7 separate regions of the Mus musculus genome follow, and all the other regions are linked to region 7. A link is a contact called in public ChIA-PET, Hi-C, HiChIP or PLAC-seq and promoter capture Hi-C data. All regions are on one chromosome and are shown on one strand. The core of a region is the stretch at or near the end of the contact, and the rest is flanking DNA. Distances in the headings are between cores, read along the strand shown.

Region 1 (3,285 bases), core at 621-3,120, 360 kb after region 7:
GGATGGGGTGGGATGGGATGGGGTGGGATGGGGTGGGATGGGATGGGATGGGATGGGATGGGATGGGATGGGATGGGATGGGATGGGATGGGATGGGATGGGATGGGATGGGATGGGATGGGATGGGATGGGATGGGATGGGATGGGATGGGATGGGATGGGATGGGATGGGATGGGATGGGATGGGATGGGATGGGATGGGATGGGATGGGATGGGATGGGATGGGATGGGATGGGATGGGATGGGATGGGATGGGATGGGATGGGATGGGATGGGATGGGATGGGATGGGATGGGATGGGATGGGATGGGATGGGATGGGATGGGATGGGATGGGATGGGATGGGATGGGATGGGATGGGATGGGATGGGATGGGATGGGATGGGATGGGATGGGATGGGATGGGATGGGATGGGATGGGATGGGATGGGATGGGATGGGGTGGGGTGGGGTGGGGTGGGATGGGATGGGATGGGATGGGATGGGATGGGATGGGATGGGATGGGATGGGATGGGATGGGATTGGATGGGGTGGGATGGGGAGAGGGAGCTCAGGGAAGGGACTGGAGAGGGAGAAGCAGGAGAAGGAAGCACTTAGGAAGAAAAGGACAGACTAGAAAATGCTGTGGTCAGTGAGGGAGCATTCTCAAGCTAACATTTGCTGCAGCATCTCTTCACCCTCCACACTCTGCAGGAGACCTGAGCAGCATTCACATTGTAAGTCTGAGACTAAGGTACAACTTGTCACTACAGAGCCACACTGTACCCTTTCCCTTCCCTCTGAGGATGGGTCACCGGTGTCATGGGTACAAGAGAAACCTCCTCCCAGAGATGCACACTGTTCCCTGTAGCCAAGAGTTCCCCTGGCCTCAGCTCAGGTCTCCCTCCTTCTATCCCACCCCACGAGAGAGGGCCTTAGCTCTGGTTGCCACAGCCAGCATCACCGGCTCTAATTTCCAGCAGTCTGACAGATGAAGAACGTCCCTCACCACTCATTGTCCTTCCATCATTTCCATTGAAGTTGAGGCTCTTCCCGGTCTGTCTGCTGACTGGCCATTTGCCAGTTGTTCTGCTGTCAAAGCCTCCAACATCCCAGATCTCCTTCAGATGTGTAATCCCTCTAGACCACTGTGGTTCTCAGCCTGTGCATCATGACTCCTTAAGGGTTGGGGGAGGGGTCAAAGGACTCTTTCAAAGGGATCACCTATGATCATTGGAAAACACAGATATTTGCATTGTGATTTATAGCAATAGCAAAATTACAGTTATAAAGTATCAATGAAAATATTTTTATGGTTGGGGGGTCACCACAACACAACTGGATTAAAGAGTCACAGCATCAAGAAGATTGAAAACCGCTGCTCTCGACACATCTGGCTAGCTGGTTTGGTGCTCAGCTGCCTCCCCCCTCATTAATTCAACCTTGCGATTGGGTCCTGGCATGGAGTGTTTACGAACTGATGTCCCAGATTCCTTCCTAATGACACTGCGTGGAAATGCTATGTTGATATGACGAGTGGGATCTCACCATTCCAAGTAATCTTCCATTCCAAGGCTAAGACTCTGGCATAGAAGCAGGGTGCAGAGAAGAGAGTGCAGACCAGAACAGGGCAGAGCAGGCTTGCAAAGCCTTCCAGAGAGAACAGAGAGGTCTACACACTGCACTCCTCATTGGCTGGCCCTGTCTTCATGTGACCCAGAGGCTGAGTACCTCTTTAAATGCTGTTTTTAGGTACTTTGCCTCACCCTAATCCAAGACAGCTTAAGAAAGAAAAACTGGGTAAGTCCAGAAAAGTAGGGACAGTCCTCCTGACCCTGGACACCGGGTCACCCTGTTGACTAACTGGAATTCTTCTACTTCCTTTGTGACACCTCCCTAGTGACTTTGCATTTCAAAGTCCATTTTGTCAGCTCAGCGGGTCAGGACAGTCTCAGACTGTCCTGTCTGTATCAGTTAGCAGGAAACAGTAATAGGGTAGCCATTTTCAACAATAAGAGATTTAATGTAGGGATTTTTTTAAAAGAAAATATGAGCAAGAGCTGGTCATGGAATCAATAAAAGATTTGCCGTGTAAATATCAGAACCCGAGTTTAATCCCCAGCACCCACAGAACCCCGGATCTGGGGAGGCAGAGGCAGGATGACCCTGGGTTTCTTTGGCCAGCCAATCTAGCCACTGAGCTCCAGGTTCAATGAGAGACCCTGCCTCAAAAGACAATGTAGAGGGGCCAGCAAGATGACTCAGCAGGTAAAGTGCTGTACAAGGCCTCATGAGACGTTTGTTCAGTCCCCCCAGAATCCCTGTAAAAGTTGAAAGAAGAGAGCTGACTGCACAAGAGAGTCCTCTGACCTCCACACATGCACATGGCAAGTACACGCCCAAACACACATACATGTGCACATGCACACCACACCACACCACACACATACACACATATCATACACACACATACACACACACCACACCACACCACATCACATACCATACACACATTCACACACCACACCATACACTCATACATACACACACATGCACACATGGGCACATATGTCACATGCACCCACCACACACACATCCATACCACACACAGACAAACACACACACACACACCCCATACCACACACATACACATCACACACACACCACGCATACACACCCCCACACACATACCACAAACACACCACACCATACACATACACACACCATACACACATACATACCACACCACACAAACACACACATCCCCCACACACCACAAACACACCATACACATATACATACCACACAGACACACACCACATATACCACACCACACACACACACACCACAAACACACCATACACACATGCATATACACACAGTAATAATAAATAACCTAAAAAAATAAGATTGAGATCAATTGAGGTGGACAACCAACATTCATCTCTAGTCACAACATATATTCATATATACATTTATACACACACATACACATACATGAAAACAAAAAGGAGAGAAAGTTTCATGGTGTTTTGGGGGTTTCTAAGAATGTCTTCTGAGACATCACCATAAGGGAGCTGACCCACCAGAGAGCTGTCACTGTGACCCAGCTAGGAAGGTGGAAAATTGGGATGCCAGCTTCTCTCTTAGTTAAGGCCAGTGGTCACAACTTATCACTTAGTGCTTTTCCACTGGGGAATATGGCATCCGCATTTGTCCACAGAAGGCAACAAAAAGCTACACTAAGATGACCTCACTGTAGACACTAGACTCTGCTCAGACCACAGCAGCCTCCAATCCCTGG
Region 2 (2,940 bases), core at 400-2,899, 440 kb after region 7:
CAATCAAAAGCCCCTTTGGCTCACCTACTTAGCATGCCCAATCAAAATTAAATGCCTCATCCTAACACAGGGTTTCCCCTTTTACCTTTATAAACCACCACATGCCTGTGTGTCACATCTGTCTCCTCTCTACCCAGAGGCAATCTGGGACAAATAGCCCTGTCCTCTTTCCCCTGTTCCCTTCCTCTTCTCCCTCATCCCCTGGCTACTGTCCCTTATCCCTGCCTTCTGTCTCTCTGGGGGCAAATAAATCTCTTTTGTGCTGAGAACTTGGTCTTGTGGGTCCTGAGCCGATCTCTTACAAGTGCAGCCTATCTGGGGGTCTTTAGGTCCTTTGGATACACGCTCTTGAAGGGAATTGTGGAGCTCTGCCCCTTCCACTTTCCCTTCCCAGCACCCTGACCATGTGACAAATAGTTCTGATGTCCTCTGCCCTGCCTACCATGGCATGCTACCTCAGCACGGCCCCCAAAGCTTAGAGGATAAGCAGGAAGCAGAATTGAAGCCTCCAAAGCTGAGAGTGGAAGCCAACCTCTCTTCTTCATAAGCCGACGGCCTGTGGTATTAATACAGCAACAGAAATTGACTGACACAGACCTGAACTGAGGAAAGGCACCTCATTGGTTAATCAGGGGCCAATCAGATTCTTTTTCTAGGAACTCGAAAGCATCATCCAAGTATCATGTCCTGGTTGAACTGAATACTTTTAGACCTAGGGAAGGTGGGACAAAGAAAGCCAATCTGCAAAGGAAAAAAGCCGAACAAACCAAAATGAGCTTAGCTAGAGATCCAGAGGAGAGTCAGGGGACAGGCCTAGTGTCTATGAGGGCTTCTAATGGGGCATCTCTCCAAGACTGGCTGTCATCCCACCTCTGAGTGCAATGAGATTCACTAAACTAACAAAGTCACAATAATATAAAGCTAAGTTTAGAGAGAGGCTGGGAATATGGCTCAGTTGGTAGCGAACTTGCGTAGCATGCTTAAAGTCCTGAATTCTATCCCCAGCACCACATAAACCTGGCGTGATGGTATACACCTGTAATCCGGGACTCAGGATGTAGACGCAGGAAGATCAGAAGTGCAAGGTCATCCTCAGCTACATAGTGAGTTCGAGGCTACATAAGACCTGTCTAGAAAGGGATTAGAAGCTGAGCAAAGTTTATACCAATTCTGTTTCTTAAAAACTAATGGTTTTGGAGCAACACATCTAGTGGGACTTCACCTATTTCCAGATTTTGCTTAGCAATACTGTGTTGCACACTCTTCTTACATAGCTGGGATCTCATTTGGGGCCTTCATCCCCTGTCAGCTCTCTTCCATAGGTAAGCTGTCTTTTTGTTTTGTTTTGTTTTGTTTTGTTTTGTTTTGTTTTGTTTTGTTTTGTTTTGAGACAGGGTTTCTCTGTGTCACCCTGACTGTCCTGGAACTCACTTTGTAGACCAGGCTGGCCTCGAACTCAGAAATCCGCCTGCCTCTGCCTCCCAAGTGCTGGGATTAAAGGCGTGCACCACCACTGCCCAGCAAGTAAGCTGTCTTTGCTGTGGTGTCTCACACAATAGTAGCCGAGGCCGTCCATTAGTAAATGCACTGTGTAACCTAGACACCGTGTTCCACTTAGCAGTTTATTTGCTCAGCCTTCTTCAGTGAGGGCTGTTAGCCTATCGGTCAATAATTAGTCATTCCACAAACATTCATTAAACTATAACCCAACCCCAGCATAGATACATTAAGAAAATAAAGCTTTGGGGCACTGGAGAGGTGGCTCAGCATTTAAAACCACATATTGCTTCTGGAGACTATCCGAGTTTGGTTTCCTATGCCCGTATCAGGTGGCCCACACCCATTTGTAACTCTTACTCCAGGGAATCCCAAGACCCCATTTGGCCTCTGCGTGCGCGCGCACTCACACACACTCACACACACACACACACACACACACACACACACAAATACATGTGAGCACATGCACATTATAAATAAAATGAAAATAAATCTTTTTAACATTTGTAAAGGAAGGAAAAGGAGGCTTTGAGAGACTTCTGAGCAAGCATGAGCATCCTTTTCTTTTTTTTCTGGCAGCATCAAGGAGTAATTCTGATATGCCTTCAGCCCAAATGCAGCCAGATGTCACCCCTACACAACCCACTCTGTAAGGGAGGTGTCAGAGCCAGAGATGTGGCTCAGTGGATAGAGTGCTGCCCTAGCATGTGGGAAACTCTGGGTTCAATCCCCAACATCTGGCATGATGGTGCATACCTGTAATCCTAACCCTAGTGCTAGCCAGAAGATCAGACATTCAAAGTTAGCCTCAGCTACATAGCAGGTACAAGGCCAGCCTAGATAACAGGAAATCCTGTCTCTTTTGAGAAGTAAAAGAAAAGGCATCAACACAAACCCAATTTCCATCTTGGGATGGGGTGCATTATCAGAAAATCGGTCCCATTAAAGGGGGGGGTGATTTTCTAGCCAGTTCCCAAAAGAAATGAGGAGGAGTCTGGCTGCTGGCCTGGGCAAGGAAGGCCCACAGGGATCAGTCATGTCCTGTTTTGTTTCTTAGTTTTGTTTTGTTTCCTGTTGCTATGACAAAATCAATTTAAGGGAGAAAGGTCTTATTTGACTTACAGTTAGTTTCAGGTTATAGTCCATCATGTGGGGAATTCAAGGAAGCAGGAATGTGACGGAGCTAGACAATTACATCCACAGACAGAGAACAGATAATGCATGCATGCAAGCCAGTGCTCAGCGTGCTTTCTCCACTTTAATACAACCTAGGATCTACACTGCCCCTTCCTAGGGAATGGTACCACCCACAGTGGGAGGGGCCTCATCTCAATCAACATCAAGAGACACTCCATCAGACAAACTAGATCTAGATAATCCCTCATTATGACTGTGTTCTCAGATGATTCTAGATTGTGTTAAGTTGACAGTTAGCACTGA
Region 3 (3,076 bases), core at 253-2,752, 450 kb before region 7:
ACCAACATGGCTGTACTCCAGCCTCATGACACTCACTCCCTAGGGGCCCTTTTGGATCCTTCACTGAAGGCATTACAGAAAAATACAATCTCATTCCTGACTGGACTCGCTGGGGACTGTAGTGGACTCTCTAGAGCCTTCTGAGGGATGCACTGCTAGAGAGAGCAGGGAATACAGCAGAGCTGTGGAAAGGTGGGTGAACTCTCTAGCTTGCTAGCCCCTAGGGGGCAAGTGAGGAAGACTACAAACAATGAAGGTGGAACTGGGGATCCACATCTGCTCCCAAGTTATCCTCTTTGGGGTTGCTTCCTTTCCCATGTTCCAATTCCCTATCTCCCCGTTAGACAGGACCCTCACTGCAGCAAGGCCTCAGAGCTGATCCCCCACACAAGGAGTGATCCTGATGCTGAGGCTGCAGGTCCAAGATGGCGGCTCCAGTCTGGGAAAGCATGAAAGTCTGCAGGTAGACCTTTGCCTACCTGACTGAGCTATCCCTATTTTTGGCTACAACAGTATACATTTCTAGTCTGGCATCCTGCCCACCAGCTCTGCCTCAACCTTAAAGTTCACTCTCAATGGTTTTCTTTCAGTGGTGGGGCACAAGAAACTCCCATTCTGACCCTGTGATGGTAACAGTAGGGTCAGGGTGTCCAGCCATGGAGGAAGAGGCTACTTCCCAAGACTCTGTATATGAGCACTTCCAAAAACTAAGAAGCCGGGTGACGGGGGCAGCCTTGGAATTCTGCATGAGGTTTGCACCCCAACCTCTGGCCTTACCTGACAAGATACACCTCCTGGAAGCATGCCAGTCCCCAGACACTTAGGAAGTTTAGCCTTCTGGACCTTGTGTTCTTGCTCCTCAACAAGCCGGCACGCCATTCTTGTGTCCCTACTGAGAAACTTGCCACCAGCCAACAGGCTGTGCGATGCTTCTTGACCTCTCCCACCATTGCAGATAACAGACCACCAGCCTGTAAGTCAGAGCATTCCTTAATGGGCCTGTCTGAGCTCTGTGAAGCCCTGGAAGCTAGACCACTAGGTTCCTCCACTGGATCCATTCTCTCCCTCCTCTCCCCAACCCCCCCTTCTCTTCTTTGGCATCTGACTATAGTTTTCTTTGAAGGAAGAAATTATTTTGCCCCAGGAAACTCATTTATAGCAGAATAAGTGAAAGGCACGGGCATCTGGCCCCACGTGGGGCTCATTTTCGGGTTATGGCTTTCACATGCCTTCATCTGGCTCCGCCAGGCTTGGAACCTCTCCCCGCCAGCATCACACCTGGTTTCGGCTGGAAAGGAAAGGATTTCAGCTTTTCATCTTCTGGGCCTCTTTGTTATTATTGGAGCCAATTTCTGGCCTGGGATCAGAGCGGGAGGAACGGGGCGGGAGGTAGACAGAGGGAGGCAGGGCTGGGAAACATAGTCAGGACTGGAAAGTGTCCCAGAGGTGGGAGAGAGAAAGGTCTGCTGTGGATTTGAACAGCAGCTCCTCCTGAGAGCATGGGAGCTCTCAGGCTGGCTGGAGACCTGCAGTCAGCTAGAACTAGAACCAGGACAGACAGACAGACAGATACAGACACACACACAACCACCCAATCACACATATACATGCAACCACACAATCATACACATACACACAAAACCACACACAATCACCCACATGCAACTACACCACACACACACACACACACACACACACACACATAACCTGAGGCCTTAGGGTTTTGTCAATATCAGACCCATGAGAGAAGGCCGCCCTAAGCCTCCTTTGATAAAAATTTAGAGTTCTTGGCTTAAAAGAGACATATAAAAAATGAAAATACAAAAGGAGGTTAAGCTCCGAAAACCATATGCTAGATTTTTTAGTAGGAAGATTGCTTTTTGGAACAGTTTATAGGTTAGCAGTTAATATTTCCTTAAAAGCTGGCTTATTTCTATCCTGTAACTTTTTTTTTTGAAAAAATAAATGTAGCTTTGAGAAAAACCAAATTACCCTTTAGCATGCCTAAGAGGATTTTGTCTATCGCGAGTTTCAGGATCTTTATGGTGTGCGTATCTACTGAAACCATGTCCCATAAAAATACCAAGGGAGGGCACCACAGTGGGATTCGAAGCTTATTTAAAATTAATTGCAGATTCATTTCACTGCACATTCGTTGAGGGCTTTTCTGTTTTCATTATTAATATGAAGAAATGGTGAGAGGCCTGCCTAAGTCTGAGGAGACAGTGGCTAATGTATGAGTCTCCCTGGGCAGCAGACATCTGTCAGGACGCACTCTTGCTCTGACCATGCTCAGGCCCGTCTCTGGTCTCTGATGACACTGGATCCGAGCTAAGCCATGAGGGCTCTCACTTGGTGTTCACTGGGCCATGTAGGTTTCTTGTGCTCCTCCTAGCTCCCCTCCAGCCTGCCAGCAGCATCACAGCAAGGCCACTCTGTGTGTGTGTGTGTGTGTGTGTGTGTGTGTGTGTGTGTGTGTGTCACTGGAGGCATCTACACAAGAGGTGGTTGAAGGCAGAAGAAAGAAAGGTAATATGCTAAAATCTAGGAAATCGGTGCTGGGGTCGTTTAATAGGGGAACACGTGCCTAGCATGTGTGTAGCCCTGAGTTTGATCCTAGCACCCACTAAACAAAGAGGGAGTAGAAAGGGAAAGAGAAGAAAGAAGGAAAGGAAGGGGAGGAAAGAGGAAGGAAGGAGAGGGAAGGAGAGAAAATCAATAGAGTGGAGCTGATTGCCTCTTGGAAGCCAGGAAGCAGAGAAAGAACGAAGAAGATAAGATACGTCTTTTCCTGACATGCCCCATAGGCCTCTTCCCTCTGTCTACCCCACCGCCCCACAGTTTGCTGCCTCCCAATAATAGCATTATATCATGACTACATCAAGCCAATTAAAAGCACTGGCTGCTCTTGCAGTTAAAAGCACAAACAAACCCAAGTTTGTTCCCCAGCACCCACATGGTAGCTCACAACCATCTGTAACGCTAGTTCTAGGAGCTCTAACACCCTCTTCTGACCTCTGTGGTCACTGCGTGAATGTGGTACACAGACATACATGCCAACACACACTTAACATAT
Region 4 (3,233 bases), core at 440-2,939, 370 kb before region 7:
TTATCAAAGAACCTTTCAACATGTGTCCTTTCATGTGCTTGCTTTAGCAGAACATCCTCTCTCCTTTGTCTGCTTCAGTGAAACATTCCTCATGTATTTGCTCCAGCAAAACACCATCCAACTGACTTTCCAAAGAACCTTTAACTCTCCACGAGACACTCACCTACCTGGGGCTCTGCCTGCTTACCTGGGATTAGCCACATGGCTGTCCCCCAACCCCTAGCTTGCAGTTGACCCCTGAGCTGGGCGGCTTGCTGCATCAAACTTACAGAAAGCATATGAAGTTGTTGGAATGGCAGCCTTCTGTTCCCCACTTCCTCCCCTGCCTGGAAGCTTGTGGGAAGTGGAATCTTCTTTCTGTTTCTCCACCCCATCTCCCCCAGCCCCACATCGCCACGATCTTTAGAAGAAATTGTATGTGGTCATGCACAAGTGTGCACATGCATGCAGAGATTGTAGGTGAGTGGGTGCAGTAAAGAAACTGCTGACGTGACTACTTCATGGTATGGCTAAGGAAAAAGGTTTGTTTTGTGTTTTTTTGTTTTGTGTTTGTTTTGTGTGTTTGTTTGTTTGTTTTAACTGTAGATATGAGTGAGAGAACAGCCAGAGGCATCTGGAACAGTCCAGAGCAGAGAGAAAAAGAAGTAGACTGAACGTGGCCAGGGCTATCTGCAAGAGAGGGAAGAAGACCAGGATATAGAGAATAGAGATCATGATGAGAATTGCACCGTACATGGAGGGTGAGCATCTGTGGGGAGGGAGGGGCCAGGAGGCTGGAGTGGGCACTTTGAAATGTAGACAAAGTACTTATGGTACTTCAACCACAGGTGTGTGTCAATGGAGAGCCGTAGGTCCCACTGCTAGAGAAAAGAGAAATGGTCCCTTTGGCAGATGGGAAGTGGCCTCACAAGTTCCCGAGGAAGGCTGGCTTTTATTTAGCCACCAGAAATCCTCCTATGCAGCTCAGGTTGAACATTTCTGCATAGTTGGATTGGCTTTTGAAGGTTGAGGAACTGGAGTTTCCTTTGGATCTAACAGAGGTCTGAGGACAGCACTGACTCCTAGGTGCTATCTATCTTGTGTTTTGGGACAGTGTCTCTCACTCGACCTGGAACTTACCAAGTAGGCTAAGCTGTCTGGTCATCCAACCCCAGAGAACTGCCTGCTTCCACTTCCCCGGTGCTAGGGTTACAAGGTCATGCCAACCACTATGTCCAGCTTTTTAACATGTGGATCCTGGGGCTTGAACTCTGGTCCTAGTGTTTGTCTTTGTGGAATGAATATTCCTGAGTCCCTTAATTTTCTTTTAAATGAAAAGACTGTTGTTGGACATGGTAGTTGAGCTGGTGTGTGTGTGTGTGTGTGTGTGTGTGTGTGTGTGTGTGTGAAAGAGAGAGAGACAGAGAGACAGAGGGAGAGACAGACAGATACACACACAGAGACAGAGAGAGACAGAGACAGAGAGAGACAGACAGATGAGGGAGGGGGGAGGAGGGAGACCCTTGACAACCTCAACACCTTCAGGGAGGGGCCATCTGTTGATAGTGTTGTGGTATTGTATTTTGGGAGCCATGTTCTAGGGCCAGGACTGCAGAGGGCAGAAATGGAAGGCTTGCTATCTTCAGGACGGCGTTGATGGTGGTAATGGCCCCACTAAGCAGGAAGAGGGCACTGTGGAATCATCAAGCTTTGAAACTCTGGGTGGGGCCAGCCACACAGCTTCAAGGAGTCAAGTTGAACCAGCCCACTTGGTTGGTTAGCTACAAACTGCTGAGCTGCCTCAGCAACAATTCTACTATCAGCTGATGGCTATTAGAACCCTGTTCTGTAAGATCATGGTCACATTTGATCTTTACGGTCATACTCCAGTCTTACAGGTGGGAACACTGAGGCTCAGCAAAGACAAGAAAAGCCATTTAAGGTTAACATCATCTAGCTAGCAAACTGTTGAGCTGGCAATCCCAACCACACCTCTGACCCCAAAGCCCAAGCCACAAGCCACTTTGCTGTGCTGTACCAGAGCTGAGCTGGGCAGTCAGCATGCTTCCCACAGAAGAGTGGGGGTGGGGGTGGAGGTAGGGGGTGGGAGGTAGGTATATCACATAGCAGCTGACACCTGCCAACTCTACCTAGGTGTCAGTTGCTATTTCACAAGTAAGTTCTGCTCTGGTTTCTTCTCAAGGGCCACTAGGTCTGGCCAGGATGTGGAAATTTACCATCAGGTTCCGTCTGACCTTGAACGTTGCCAGTAGAGAGTAGGGTGAGGTCCGCAGCCTGTGAATCTGAGCTCAACCCCAGGTTGGTGAGGGCTCTTGGGTTGCCTACCTTAGGCATGGACATTTCCTGCTCATCTGCAGGGCCAGAGTGGATGATGTTCCAGCATAGAGAAAGGAGGAGCCTGGGACCTAGGACAGCTTCCTGGCATATGTCTGAGGCTCCTCCATCCACAGGATACTGGTAACCAGAGACTGGTTTGACATGAGGGGGCTGTGGGTAGTGATGGGGTGCCCTTTGGGAGAATGGGGAAGCCATGGTTAGATCTTGTCGTTCTGAGCTTCCTGCCCCTCCCTCACATGGGCAACAGAACCAAGCTGCCAGAATCAAATGAGCCAGAAGAGGAAGTTTTAGATGACTGACTGGTATCTTCATTTGCAGATCAGGAAACTGAGGTTTGAGGGCAGCTATGACTCATAATAGGTGACAAGTCACTGAGGGTTGAGATGAACAAGCACCCGAGCTCCCTCAACCCCTGCAGACACATGGCCTTCCTTGATGGGGGTTGGGGTGGGGGTGGTTCGATGGCGTCATCCGAGTCTAGTCGTCCTCCTGTTCCCTGGAGCCAGCTCCCCCTACAGGCCAGACATACATTGCCCTTTGCCAGGAGGTCTGGGCACCTTAGCTGCATGGTCTCTGTTCATATGTCAGGTGGCCTGCCTCCTCTCCTGAATGCTTGCTCGTCTTCTATTATGTGGAACACTGTTTTCTTCTCTAGTAAGGGTACCCCAGTTTCCTGCTGGAAATGATCCCTGCTCTGATTCCCACAACACCAGATCTCTCTCAGTTTCTGTTCTGCCTCTCTGTCTCTCCGTCTCTGTGTGTGTGTGCGTGTGCGTGCGTGTGCATGCATGCATGCCTCAGTTCTCTCTGTCTCTCAGCCTCTCTGTCCCTCCCTATTTCTTTCTGTATCTGTCTCTTTCTCTGTCTGTCTGTCTATATATATTTCTCTCTCTCTC
Region 5 (3,378 bases), core at 169-2,668, 410 kb before region 7:
TGTATTTTGGTCACACTCAGTTCTCTCCCATGCCTCCTGAATCCACCGCCACCTTCCCTTCATGTAACTTTGTGGTCTTTAATCCCTTCCACTGGAATGTGGTCTTGAACCAGGGTCTGTTTTAGTGAACCCAGAGAGCACCAGTTTGGTCAAGCTAGCTGACCAGTGAGCTGGAATCTGCCCATCTCTGCACTACCCCCATCCCAATGCTGGAGTTACAGCTATGCACCACTGGTCTTTAGACAGGTTGTTTCAATGAACCTAGAGAGCATCAATTCAGTCAGACTAGCTGTGAACTCCAATCTGCCTGTTTCTGGGCCACCTTCACCCTGGTTCTGGGTTATAGACATGCACCATGAATCATTGTGCCTGATTTTTTTATATTGATGCTGAGGTCTCCAGGCCTTTGGTTTAGGTAATAAGCATTTTACTGACCAAGCCCCTCAGTCCCTTAGTGAAGTTGTTTGGTTTTTTTATTTTTTTAAACATGATTGACATATGCTGGGCTGTCACTGTAGAAAACACAGTGCCAGAGGCTGTGGAGTAGACTGGACATCTCCTTCCTTCTGAACAAAGGTGCCTCCTGCAATGTCCCTGCTGCACTTGGTTCTCTGTTTTCTTCCCAGTGCCATGTTCCTGTGATACCCTACTCTAGTCCTTAAAACCCAGACAGCAAGCTGGGCACGGTGGAGTTAGATAAAGGTGCAAGGTTCAGAACTAAGTAGGTGACTGACGAACACTGGTCTGATATTAGAATCTGATCCATTTGCAGGTGGCTAGGGTGAGAGTCCAAAGAACTACAGCCACCCTACCCAGAGGGTACTCTGGGACCAGCCAGCACATGGAGCTATGTGGACTGTGCTGTGCTGGACAGCTGTGTGGATCAGGTCAGCACAACTGGCCACAGAGGTAAGCACCCAAGCTTGCAGAAAGCAGCCAGACCATGGTGAGCCACCGGGTCATTCTCAGGTATAGCACAGTAGTCCTCACTCAGTGATTTTGCTCCTAGTTGGCAATGTCTGGAGGTACTTTGGGCTGTTGTAATTGGGAGGGGTGCATGTCTCTTATATTCAGTGAACAGAGCCCAGGGACTCTCCTGAGCATCCTACGACGTACATGGCCTAATCATTTGGGTACAAGTCTCAGCAGTCAAAGCCTGCTCCAGACTAGTTCTCCCTGCTTAGTCTTGCAGCACGAGGAGTGACGGGCCCAGGGTCATTCAGAACAGCAAGTGCCTCTGCTACAGAAGAAGCGGATCTCCCCAGGCTGGAGTGAGGAGACCTAGTGGGGCCTTCCCTGGGGGCTGGTTTTTCCTGGGAGCTGGAAGGAATTAAGTTTAAATGATGACTAACATTGAGAACTGCACTTAACAGATGCCAAAGTGTTTCCTCTTGTGCTGGGGTTTAGTATAAACCTCTGTGCCCCGCCTCCTGTTGTACAGGGGTTGGGTAAGGGGAGGAGGCCTACACCTGCTTTTCATTCTCCCATGAAATGAGTTGCTTTTCTGGAACTTTCCATGCTCTCCCTTTGATCCTAACCGAACATTCAAACTGCACGGGTTACCAAGCTCTCCTATTGACTCTTTCCAGCCCAGCTGCTGAACAAATGTGTTCTTTCTCCCAATGCCATGGGGAACCAACATACGTGAACTTGACCTGGACTAGGCTGGCATGAGATGGGAGAGGTTATGTATAGGGATTTTATACCTGATAAATACAAGGTTGGAGGAAGAGAAGTGTCAACTGTAGGGACAAGGACCAGATACTGTGGGCCAGGTACTTCTTAACATGTTTTTATTTTTAACACTTGTTTCTCAATAATTCTTTTTAAAACAATGGTTTTGAGCCTCACCATGGCTGAACCATCTCTCCAGCCATGAGAGCAGGAGAACTGATCCTGTGTCTTGTCTTGCTGGCTGCAGCATTGGGTGAGTTAGCCAGTATAGTAGCCACACCCAGTGTGGGTGCAGAAGAGCTGGTGAGATGACCAACTCAGCTACCACCCAGGCCCTGATCCAAGGCTTTGTGTTGGCCCGCCCCAACATCTACCCCATCTATGAACTGCTGGCATGTGTGAAAGGGCTGGTCCTGCAGATCCAAAGCTGCAGGATCTCCATGACACAGGGCAACAACAGGATTTCCCAGAGGAGTCCCAGTGAGGATCCAGTATTGACAGAGTAGCAGAAGATAGAGGCCTCGAACCAGACCCATGACTCACTGCAATGAACATTTGCAAGTAAAGATGGGTGGACAAAAGGGTAGACTGTAAGACACACAGTGACACACTGAAGTTTTGTGGGGGAGTTTGCAGGAATGGAGGGCGGATATGAAGGGGATTGGGGTGCATGATGTAAAATTCACAAACAATCAACAAAAAGTAAAAACAACAAAAAAGGGGACTTTAGAGATTGATTTTTTTATTTGATTCATTGTATGTGTGAGTATGTGCCATGCATATTCAGGTGCCTGCAAAGGCCAGAGAGGGTTTCGGATGCCCTGGGACTGGAGTTACAGTCAGCTGTGAGCCACTAGACTTGGGTGCTAGGAACCTGGGCAGGTAGGCCTGGGCTGTATATGAAAGCTAGCAGAGCAAGATCCAGGGAGCAATCCAGTGGGCAGCATTACCCCCACAGTTCCTGCCTCTGGGTCTGCATTGAGTCTCTGCCTGACTTCCCTTAACCAGGGGCTGTGTGAGATCCACAAGTGTCAGATGAAGTAAACTTTCCCAACTCTTTAAGTCGCTTTTGGTCAGAGAGTTTCATCAAAGCAACAGGAAACAGACTGAAACAGAACTTGACCCCAGGGTTACCTCAGACCCTGCCAGGCTTGATGGGACCTTTCTGAGGGTGGGGGTGGCATGGGGGTAGGGTGGGGAAACAACTTTCTAAGATACCATGGATCCAGTGGGGACACGTGTGGACTGGGTGAGGGTAGGTGGTTGGAAAACCATGGACCTGGGAACAGGTTAGTTCCCAAGCCAATTACCTCTCTAGGGGTTGGGGACATCAGGTAAAGGTGGGCAAAAGCAGGCAGTGGCCTCTAGTAAGTGCTAAAAAGGCCTGTGGAGCAGAGTACAGTAGAAATACCAACAAGCATGGGGTGGGAATCTGTAGGCAGAAGTCAGATGCTCCATGTTTAAGAGCGGGTGACTCCCAGGGCTCCCCCTGTCAGTCTGAGAGTGCTCTGTGGCTGGATATACCTTTTAGGACCACTAGCTCTCATGGTGTCTTTGAGTGAATTAAAGAGGTGAATCAGACTTCTGGACAGGTACTCTGGTAGAGCATGGATTGGATTCGTGCATACTTTGCCTGTCTTGGTCTGATGCCTTTGTGTGATGGCTTCAGGATGAGGCCTCAAGTGGGCATGTCAGGGAGCCACA
Region 6 (3,323 bases), core at 452-2,951, 500 kb after region 7:
AGTATTGAGGTGGGGGGGTAGTAGAGACAGAGAGAGAAAAGCCCAAAAGGCATGGAATTTGCAACTGAGAACACCCTTGATGGGAGGAGTGACCTAATTTCTGTGGGTTGCCCTCTGACCTCCAGGCCCATGCTAATACACACACAAGCCTCCCCATCCCACGAAATAAAAAATTGTCTAGCAGGACAGGAACCCACGGCAACCGAGATGTTTCTCAGAAGAAACCAGTGTAAGGGGTTTGGCAACTGGGAACACAGGAGTGAATGGGGCAAGACATGCTGGCCCCTCCCCCGGGCACCCAGACTATCCAATATGGAAAATACCCCTTCTCCACTACATGAGAATGGGGGCCCTAGCCCTACAGGGATAAAGAGCATCAGTCGACATAGACAAAATTCACCTTGGTCCCATTCCCTCCCGGTGACCTTGGCAACCTCCACTGCTCCCCCAACTCTTCCCCACCCCCCAGGCTTCAATTCCTGGGCTGTAAATTGAGCTCAACCTTTGATTCCCCTCTTGCCTGCCTTTTGAGGAGAGCCCTAGAATTTTCCATGGGGCAGTTGCACAAAAGAGAGCCATTGAGAACTAGAGCTGATGCCTGGTATAGGGACCCTGGACTGTGCTCTGTCCCTGAGAATGGCACAGACTGCAGCTGGGGACCACAGGGACGCCTCTGGAGGCCCCGCCAGTGGCACCGCCTGCCCAAGAGGCTCCGCTCTTGTCAGAATATTAACACCCTGGGTGCATTTGTGTGTCACTCATGATTGCAACCACGGTTCCAAAAGAATTATGCAGCATGCATATTTATGAGACAAGCCCAGACAAAGACTACCGCATTTTAAAAGATGCAATTATCTCTAAAAAGTTCAGCTTTATTTTCATGCTAATGAATACAATATTTTTAAGCAAACCTAATTGGTTTGCCTGGGCTGCTCTAAAGGCCCTCAACTCATTAGAGCTCCGAGGTCCCCTTCAGAGGGGGCTTTAGAGGAACCAGGGGATGCAAAGGGGGCTGAGGCACAGTGCCCCAACCCCCTTCCTGAGCCCTCTGTCTGGGTGACCAGGAGGCCTCCAGGAGGGCCACCCTGGTAGTCTGGGAATGAGGAGATCAGGGAAACTATGGGGCAAAACGAATATCCTCCCTCCTCTGCAGGGTAGAAGCCACACCATCTACCACAGAACTTGAAACTCTGGCTCCCTAGCAGTCACTGGAGTGACATTTAGAAAGGGAATCTTTTCCTAGCCGGCTATCAGCCAAGGGCTTCAGGTCGAAGTGGGTCAAAGGGTGGCGAAGCCCAGGGCCCTTATCCCAACCCCCACCTTGAGTTTTGATGTCCTCTTGCGGGCTGGACCTGGTGCTAGCTAACTCCAGAGACACTGTCTGCTGTGGAAGCCTGTCTCTGCCTGCTCATCACGGCCTGCTGAAGGTCAGGTTGCCTTCACTACTTTACACACGAGGAAAAGGGGCCGATGAAACAACCTGCAGACCCTAGGTGTTCTCCGAGACGAGCCTAAATGACCACCCAGCCTCCTTCTGTGTCTCAGGCAACTTCCTGCAGTTTAAGCTGGGTCCTTTGCTTACATTCCTGCTTATACCCAGACCCCCAAACGCACACAGGGCACAGGGCACAGCTGTGCAGGCTGTACACCGTGCAGGCTGTACCCTATACCCACACTGATGTGGTCTCTGAAGTCCTGCAGCCGCACTATACCCAACTCAGCAGACCTTACTTCTGCTGGCTTCCTGTGGGGCCATTTGAGGATCGTATGCCTGAAAGTTGTCCGGGAAAGATTTATGGGCCCAACCTGCACATTTCTGCTTGAACAACTCCCCTTAACCACATCCTCGGGGCCAAAATCCAGGAGCCCAGAACAGAACGCTGTTCAGGAAATGACAGACAGGCTGCAAAGGCCGGAGGCCGGGAGGCCAGCAAAGCACAAACCCAAGCAAGCATAGGCTGGGAGTTGGGGGCAGGGCAGCCTCTAGCCTGGAGGTGAAGAGAGGGAGAGTCCAACTCTGAGATTTCATGCCTCACCTTTCCCATCTGCAGATGAGGAGCCTGTACCCACTGATCACTCTATGCAGACGTCTTCCATTTCTAGGAAGGCTTTGCACAGAAGAGCAGAGGAAAGAAGCTACACCTCAAAGCCAGAGTCAATCTGTAAAAACAAGCAAACAAAACAAAACAAACAGAAGGGCTGGTGAGATGGCTCAGCGGGTAAGAGCACCCGACTGCTCTTCCGAAGGTCAGGAGTTCAAATCCCAGCAACCACATGGTGGCTCACAACCATCCGTAACGGGATCTGACGCCCTCTTCTGGAGTGTCTGAAGACAGCTACAGTGTACTTACATATAATGAATAAATAAAATTTAAAAAAAAAAAAAAAAAAAAAAAAAAAACAAACAAACAGAAAAATAGGACGAGCGGGATGCTTGGTACCAAGTCCGAGAAGTTGCCCTTTGACCTGCTTGAGCATACACACACACACACACACACACACACACACACACACACACACACACACACACACACTAATTTTTAAAAATAAAAACAAGAAAAAAAAACCTTTATAAATAAGCCACCTAGGGCATGATTCTACCCACCCCTGCTGGGGGTGCACTCTCCATGTCTACCTCCTAGCTGCAGAACTGCCAGAGAAAACTGGTTCAGCAGAGGAAAAGTGGGTGGATCTTTAAACCAAGTCACTGAGCAGAGAGGAACAAGGAGGTTTCAGCCAGGGCTGGGTCCCAGAAGCACAGGGAAGACTGAGGCAGAGAGCCACAGGCTGTGGCACGGTCAGACTCTGCGGAAGCAAGGTTTCAGCGCTTGCAATAGCCTAGAAGCCTTGCTGCTACCTAAGAGGAAACACCTCCCACTACGTGAGGAGGTCACTGGGAAGCAGGAAGGCTGGTCTGAGGCTAACTCGAGCCTACCGTCTGCCTAACACCGCCACTCCTTCCCATTTGGTTACTGCTTTCACCAAATTACCACAGGCTAGAGATGCAGGACTTTGAGCAAGAAGATTAAGATGTGCCCTGGAGAGCTGGGCATGGTGGAACATGCCTGTAATTCCAGCAGTCAGGAAGCAGAAGTGGGAATGTTAGGATGTCAAAGTAACTGGGCCACCCAGAAAGACTCTGTCTCAAATAATCGAGGTCTGGGGAGGTGGCTTAGTCAGTCATCAACGTGCTTGTCCTCAAAACATGAAGTCCTGAGTTTACATCCCCAGAAACCACACAATTAAAGGTCAGTCATGGTGCTGCTTGCCTGTAATCCCAGTCCTAGGGAGGCAGGGACAAGAAGATCCTTGGAATACATTAG
Region 7 (3,319 bases), core at 60-2,559:
GATTCCGGGGGCGCGCGGCCGGCTCGCGCGCGCCCGCAACGGGCCAGGAGCGTGTGCTTGCGTGCAAGCTTGGTGGGAAAGCCGGGAGGGACCCGAGGACACCTGGGCGGCCCACTCGGCGTTGGTTCTCCGAGGCCGGCGGACCTAGGGTGGGCAGTGTGCCCTGACGTGACCCTTGTCTGCGAGCAGATGGGCCCCAGAGTCGAATATCTACGCCTCCTTGGGTGTCTATGCTGGTGACCAGGGACGCTCCAGGCTCGCAGTCGCTCTTCCACGGGTGGCTGCCGATGCATGTGCCCAGGCAGGCCATCAGGCCAAGAAACGGGGTCGGAACTCTGGGTCGTAGCCAGGAGGGCCCCAACTCCGTGCTTTCCCTTCTTCACCATCTCGGGCCCGGAGCACTGCTGAGGAACCCGCCTTGGCAAGGCTGCGGCCAGGACGTAGCTGTCCCCAAAGGGCAAGAGCCCCAAATGGGGCTAGCCGCACTACTGAGCCTGTTGTCCGCAGACTGCCAGGCCCTTCCATCTGCGCGGCCCGCCAAGCCAGAGTTCTCAGACTTCCCCCTCGCCGGCAGCCGCCTTGCATCAGAGGCGCTGTTTATTTGGCTTTCTGAAAAGAAGGGCGAATGAACAAAGGAGAAAAGCGGGGCGCCCAAGGGTGGGAGAGGGGGCAGAAACGGATAAAAGAAAGAGAAACTCAGTTTGGAGAACAGTCTTAGAGGTCGGAGGTAACTTTGGGTGCCAGCATTTTATCGGTCCTAAATCTTTTGAAGTGAAAACATTAAACTGACAAAGTGATTCTGTTTGTTTTATAGTATCTAATTGGGCTGCTTTGCAACCCTAATGAGATTAGAGGGGGGCAATCGTTCGCCGCCTCTGCAGAATCAACTGATCCATTACTACCAGCCACAGGTTTTAAGGATTGTACAGCTTGTCCTTTTTTCCCCCCCTTTTGTTGTTACTCGTTTTCTCCTTCTCCCCTCCCGCCAAATAATTATTTGCTAGTAGATCGTGGGAAAAAAAGAAGAAAAAAAACCTAGCAGCCCAGGACTATAATATATATCTATTTATTATATGTCTTTCGGTTAATTCCTGATGTGAGGAGCGCTGTTTTTCACTCCCAAGCGAAAGTCACCAGCGGGTAGGGCCTGATTGCTACTTTTCATGCATAGTTTTAGACACAAGAGGGCATTGTGACGTCGCGCCTGGCGGCGCCCAGTCGCAGTCCGAGTCCCGTGGCCCCACGTGGGAGCCTCGCACTCCCATTGGCCAACGCTAGGCGAAGCCGCCACATTATTTTGTTACTTTTCAGTCCCTATTTGGAACTGCTCTCGCGGCAGTTCAGACCTCGTGCTCGGCCCCCTTCGCCTGTCTGTGTGTGGTATCCGCAGGTCCGAGGCACTTTTTTTTTTTTTTGAGTGCGTGTACGTGTGTGTGTTGAGTGCGTGTGCTTGTGTGTTTTGGGGGTTTGTCGGGGCGCGGAGAGGAGAGCCAGGCTGGGAGGAAGGAAAGAAGCCGCAGAGCTCCCGGGCTCGGGCTACGTCTCCCCCTCCGGTGCTCTCCAGCCTGCGCGCTCCTAGGCGGCAGGACGCAGACCGCTCCTCGCCAGAGACGCGGCCGATCCACTTGAAAGCAGAGGACCCCTTCGCCGAGGCTTCCTATGCCGGCTGGAGTTAGGATGCCACGGCTCATTATTTGCACCGACTGAGCCCGGAGTTCCTCCTCGACCCTGGGAAGGGCTGGCGGCGGCGGCAGGAGCAGACGGAACAGCAGGCTCTCCTCTCCGAGGGGGGTGGGGGGGCGTCGAAGCGTCCTCGCTGGGCTCTAGCCCTCACCCACGGTCCTCAAGCCGTCACCTCGGTGGCCTGCTTCCTTTCTCTTCTCGCCGCGAGCTCCGGGCCCGACCGCCTCTGGGATCTGACCCGCGCGCCCCGGATGCTCCGGGCTGCCCAGACGCGCCCCCCTCCAGCCTCATCGTCCTGATTGACCCGTGAGGGGACAGGAGAATCCCCCTTCCCGCAAACCCCCGGCCTCGGGATTCCGCACTGGAGCCGCCAGGGAGCCGATGATGTCCACGCAGACCCGGCTTCTGACACTGTTCACGCAGCCGGGGGAAGGCGGCCGGCCGCAGCCGGCCGAGCCCTAGGCGCACAAAGCGCGAGCCCGCCGACGACTTTGCCGCTCGCTCCGCCGCTCTTTGTCTGCACTTGGGGCGCACGCCCGACTCTGGGATTTCGCTGCGAGAGCGGGCTGGGGGGGCCGGGGGCGAGCTCTCGGTTCCCCGGCCGCCCCCCGCTCGGGCTCGCCTCCCCCCTCCCCCGCACGTCCCCGGCTCGGGCTCTCAGCGCTTCCAAGCTCTCGGAATCGCGACCCCTCCCTGCCATGTATCCGCAAGGCAGACATCCGGTGAGTAATTGCAACTAGGCTTATTTAAGCATCTATCATGGCAGGGTAAACGAGGCAGTTTATCTAGCACCTCCATTTTGCTTGTTGCTACCTTTATGGTGCGCGCGCGTGTGTGCGCTCACACAAAGGGGCTGGGTGGGTGGGGGCGCCGTAGAGAGCCAAGGGTAATTGCGCTCGAGTGGCCCGGGCGGCCTGCGTTGGAGGGGGACGCTGGCTTCCGCCCCGGCCCCTCTCCTAAGTCTTCCAACTCGCGCTCTCGGCACTTGGCCGCCAGAGCCCTTTTGGCTTTGGGGGTGGTCGGGATGCCCGCTTCCGGGCCCCGTCGGGAGAGCGTTGAAAAACTTGCTGGGAAGGTTCTGGGCTGTGGGGTGGTGGCCTTGCCGGAGGCTCCCGGCGGGGAGGGGGCCAGGGACCCAGAGGAGGCACGGGGCCGCGTGGAGCCCTTCTGATGTGCCCACTCCTCTCCCCTATGTTGTCCTTGTGGGCTCCAGGCACCCCATCAACCCGGGCAGCCGGGATTTAAATTCACTGTGGCCGAGTCCTGTGACAGGATCAAAGACGAATTCCAGTTCCTGCAAGCTCAGTATCACAGGTAAGGCGGGTGGGGGGTGGCCCCGGGCTGGCGAGGAGGGCGGCCTTGCGCGCTCCTGCTACCCCCCCCCCGCGGGGCCGAGGGGGACGTCGACCCCCGGCTGCGGGGCGGCTGGGCCTCCGCCTTTTGTTTCCCCTCACCGAGCGCGCAGCCTTAACCCTTTGCGTTCTGCGATCTCCCAGCTCCTAAAGCCCGCCCTGTCGAGGGTCGGGGTCTTGCGCCTTCGTCCGGGCCCGCCCCCGCGTGGCCGAGACGAGTCCCCTCGCTAGATCAAGGGAAGTTTGGAGTTGGTACTGCTAGGCTCCGGGTGGTGGGCAGCCAC

Evidence for each region. Promoter capture Hi-C pulls out the DNA fragments that hold promoters and counts their contacts. HiChIP or PLAC-seq counts read pairs in DNA pulled down with a chosen protein or histone mark. Hi-C and Micro-C count contacts between places; a contact is called where the count stands out from the background. ChIA-PET counts read pairs in DNA pulled down with a chosen protein or histone mark.
Region 1: a contact with region 7 is called in a promoter capture Hi-C map of liver. The contact joins the enhancer-like site here to the promoter of Tle3 in region 7. A contact is called at or near these places in 17 of 39 promoter capture datasets (the 3T3-L1 cell line, 3T3-L1-derived adipocytes, the C10 cell line and 12 more), 1 of 15 datasets of contacts at CTCF or cohesin (large pre-B cells), 23 of 115 datasets of contacts at active chromatin or transcription factors (T-cell acute lymphoblastic leukemia, Th17 cells, astrocytes and 15 more) and 1 of 9 other capture datasets (liver).
Region 2: a contact with region 7 is called in a Hi-C map of liver, with 2.8 times the contacts expected there. The contact joins the enhancer-like site here to the promoter of Tle3 in region 7. A contact is called at or near these places in 10 of 39 promoter capture datasets (the 3T3-L1 cell line, 3T3-L1-derived adipocytes, the C10 cell line and 6 more), 2 of 15 datasets of contacts at CTCF or cohesin (CD8 T cells and pro-B cells), 30 of 484 Hi-C or Micro-C datasets (the AML12 cell line, the C2C12 cell line, CD8 T cells and 18 more), 28 of 115 datasets of contacts at active chromatin or transcription factors (the 230-238 cell line, CD8 T cells, the NIH/3T3 cell line and 22 more) and 4 of 9 other capture datasets (adipose tissue, embryonic stem cells, liver and 1 more).
Region 3: a contact with region 7 is called in an H3K4me3 HiChIP or PLAC-seq map of embryonic limb bud, with 6 times the contacts expected there. The contact joins the enhancer-like site here to the promoter of Tle3 in region 7. A contact is called at or near these places in 14 of 39 promoter capture datasets (3T3-L1-derived adipocytes, the SN4741 cell line, cranial neural crest and 9 more), 1 of 15 datasets of contacts at CTCF or cohesin (the NIH/3T3 cell line), 8 of 484 Hi-C or Micro-C datasets (the C2C12 cell line, brown adipocytes, epidermal suprabasal cells and 5 more), 20 of 115 datasets of contacts at active chromatin or transcription factors (the NIH/3T3 cell line, the SCID.adh cell line, acute myeloid leukemia and 16 more) and 4 of 9 other capture datasets (adipose tissue, embryonic stem cells, liver and 1 more).
Region 4: an RNA polymerase II ChIA-PET map of memory CD8 T cells shows a contact between it and region 7, with 668 read pairs. The contact joins the enhancer-like site here to the promoter of Tle3 in region 7. A contact is called at or near these places in 15 of 39 promoter capture datasets (the 3T3-L1 cell line, 3T3-L1-derived adipocytes, the C10 cell line and 11 more), 4 of 15 datasets of contacts at CTCF or cohesin (CD8 T cells, the NIH/3T3 cell line, large pre-B cells and 1 more), 39 of 484 Hi-C or Micro-C datasets (3T3-L1-derived adipocytes, B cells, CD4 T cells and 25 more), 35 of 115 datasets of contacts at active chromatin or transcription factors (the 230-238 cell line, CD8 T cells, DN3 thymocytes and 28 more) and 3 of 9 other capture datasets (adipose tissue, bone marrow-derived macrophages and liver).
Region 5: a CTCF HiChIP or PLAC-seq map of the NIH/3T3 cell line shows a contact between it and region 7, with 6 read pairs. The contact joins the enhancer-like site here to the promoter of Tle3 in region 7. A contact is called at or near these places in 13 of 39 promoter capture datasets (the 3T3-L1 cell line, cranial neural crest, embryonic stem cells and 8 more), 1 of 15 datasets of contacts at CTCF or cohesin (the NIH/3T3 cell line), 2 of 484 Hi-C or Micro-C datasets (the N1E-115 cell line and cerebellum), 16 of 115 datasets of contacts at active chromatin or transcription factors (the NIH/3T3 cell line, astrocytes, craniofacial prominence and 13 more) and 2 of 9 other capture datasets (adipose tissue and pancreatic islet).
Region 6: an H3K4me3 HiChIP or PLAC-seq map of embryonic forebrain shows a contact between it and region 7, with 10 times the contacts expected there. The contact joins the enhancer-like site here to the promoter of Tle3 in region 7. A contact is called at or near these places in 14 of 39 promoter capture datasets (3T3-L1-derived adipocytes, the C10 cell line, the HPC-7 cell line and 9 more), 3 of 15 datasets of contacts at CTCF or cohesin (large pre-B cells, pro-B cells and stem cell-derived epiblast-like cells), 15 of 484 Hi-C or Micro-C datasets (the CH12 cell line, the N1E-115 cell line, adipose-derived mesenchymal stem cells and 8 more), 42 of 115 datasets of contacts at active chromatin or transcription factors (the 230-238 cell line, DN3 thymocytes, the NIH/3T3 cell line and 27 more) and 4 of 9 other capture datasets (adipose tissue, embryonic stem cells, liver and 1 more).

Annotation. Positions count from the first base shown.
Region 1 is chr9:61,731,886-61,735,170 of GRCm38.p6, forward strand. No RefSeq gene overlaps it. Among named protein-coding and RNA genes, the nearest start is that of Gm34770, 72 kb to the left of the region's middle. Within about 2 kb of position 1,871, at least 7 of the 459 cell types and tissues checked have an H3K27ac peak or open chromatin away from gene starts, as enhancers often do. A contact at or near this core is called in liver, where this site is marked.
Region 2 is chr9:61,810,887-61,813,826 of GRCm38.p6, forward strand. The region is part of intron 3 of Gm34828 (a long non-coding RNA gene); the gene reads right to left. Among named protein-coding and RNA genes, the nearest start is that of Gm34828, 10 kb to the right of the region's middle. Within about 2 kb of position 1,650, at least 17 of the 459 cell types and tissues checked have an H3K27ac peak or open chromatin away from gene starts, as enhancers often do. A contact at or near this core is called in hepatocytes, liver and pancreatic cancer cells, where this site is marked.
Region 3 is chr9:60,925,184-60,928,259 of GRCm38.p6, forward strand. No RefSeq gene overlaps it. Among named protein-coding and RNA genes, the nearest start is that of Gm33643, 58 kb to the left of the region's middle. Within about 2 kb of position 1,503, at least 6 of the 459 cell types and tissues checked have an H3K27ac peak or open chromatin away from gene starts, as enhancers often do. A contact at or near this core is called in embryonic limb bud, where this site is marked.
Region 4 is chr9:60,996,597-60,999,829 of GRCm38.p6, forward strand. All of the region lies in intron 1 of Gm51680 (a long non-coding RNA gene), which reads right to left. Among named protein-coding and RNA genes, the nearest start is that of Gm5122, 19 kb to the right of the region's middle. Within about 2 kb of position 1,690, at least 123 of the 459 cell types and tissues checked have an H3K27ac peak or open chromatin away from gene starts, as enhancers often do. A contact at or near this core is called in the 230-238 cell line, B cells, CD8 T cells and 26 more, where this site is marked.
Region 5 is chr9:60,960,848-60,964,225 of GRCm38.p6, forward strand. No RefSeq gene overlaps it. Among named protein-coding and RNA genes, the nearest start is that of Gm5122, 55 kb to the right of the region's middle. Within about 2 kb of position 1,419, at least 14 of the 459 cell types and tissues checked have an H3K27ac peak or open chromatin away from gene starts, as enhancers often do. A contact at or near this core is called in the NIH/3T3 cell line, where this site is marked.
Region 6 is chr9:61,871,715-61,875,037 of GRCm38.p6, forward strand. Gm34974 (a long non-coding RNA gene) reads right to left here. Exons shown (of 6, transcript XR_001779199.2): 3 at 2,037-2,160. Among named protein-coding and RNA genes, the nearest start is that of Gm34974, 25 kb to the right of the region's middle. Within about 2 kb of position 1,702, at least 55 of the 459 cell types and tissues checked have an H3K27ac peak or open chromatin away from gene starts, as enhancers often do. A contact at or near this core is called in the 230-238 cell line, the HPC-7 cell line, astrocytes and 6 more, where this site is marked.
Region 7 is chr9:61,371,057-61,374,375 of GRCm38.p6, forward strand. It overlaps Tle3 (transducin-like enhancer of split 3), which reads left to right and starts at 1,310. Exons shown (of 20, transcript NM_009389.2): 1 at 1,310-2,405; 2 at 2,897-2,997. The coding sequence starts at 2,382.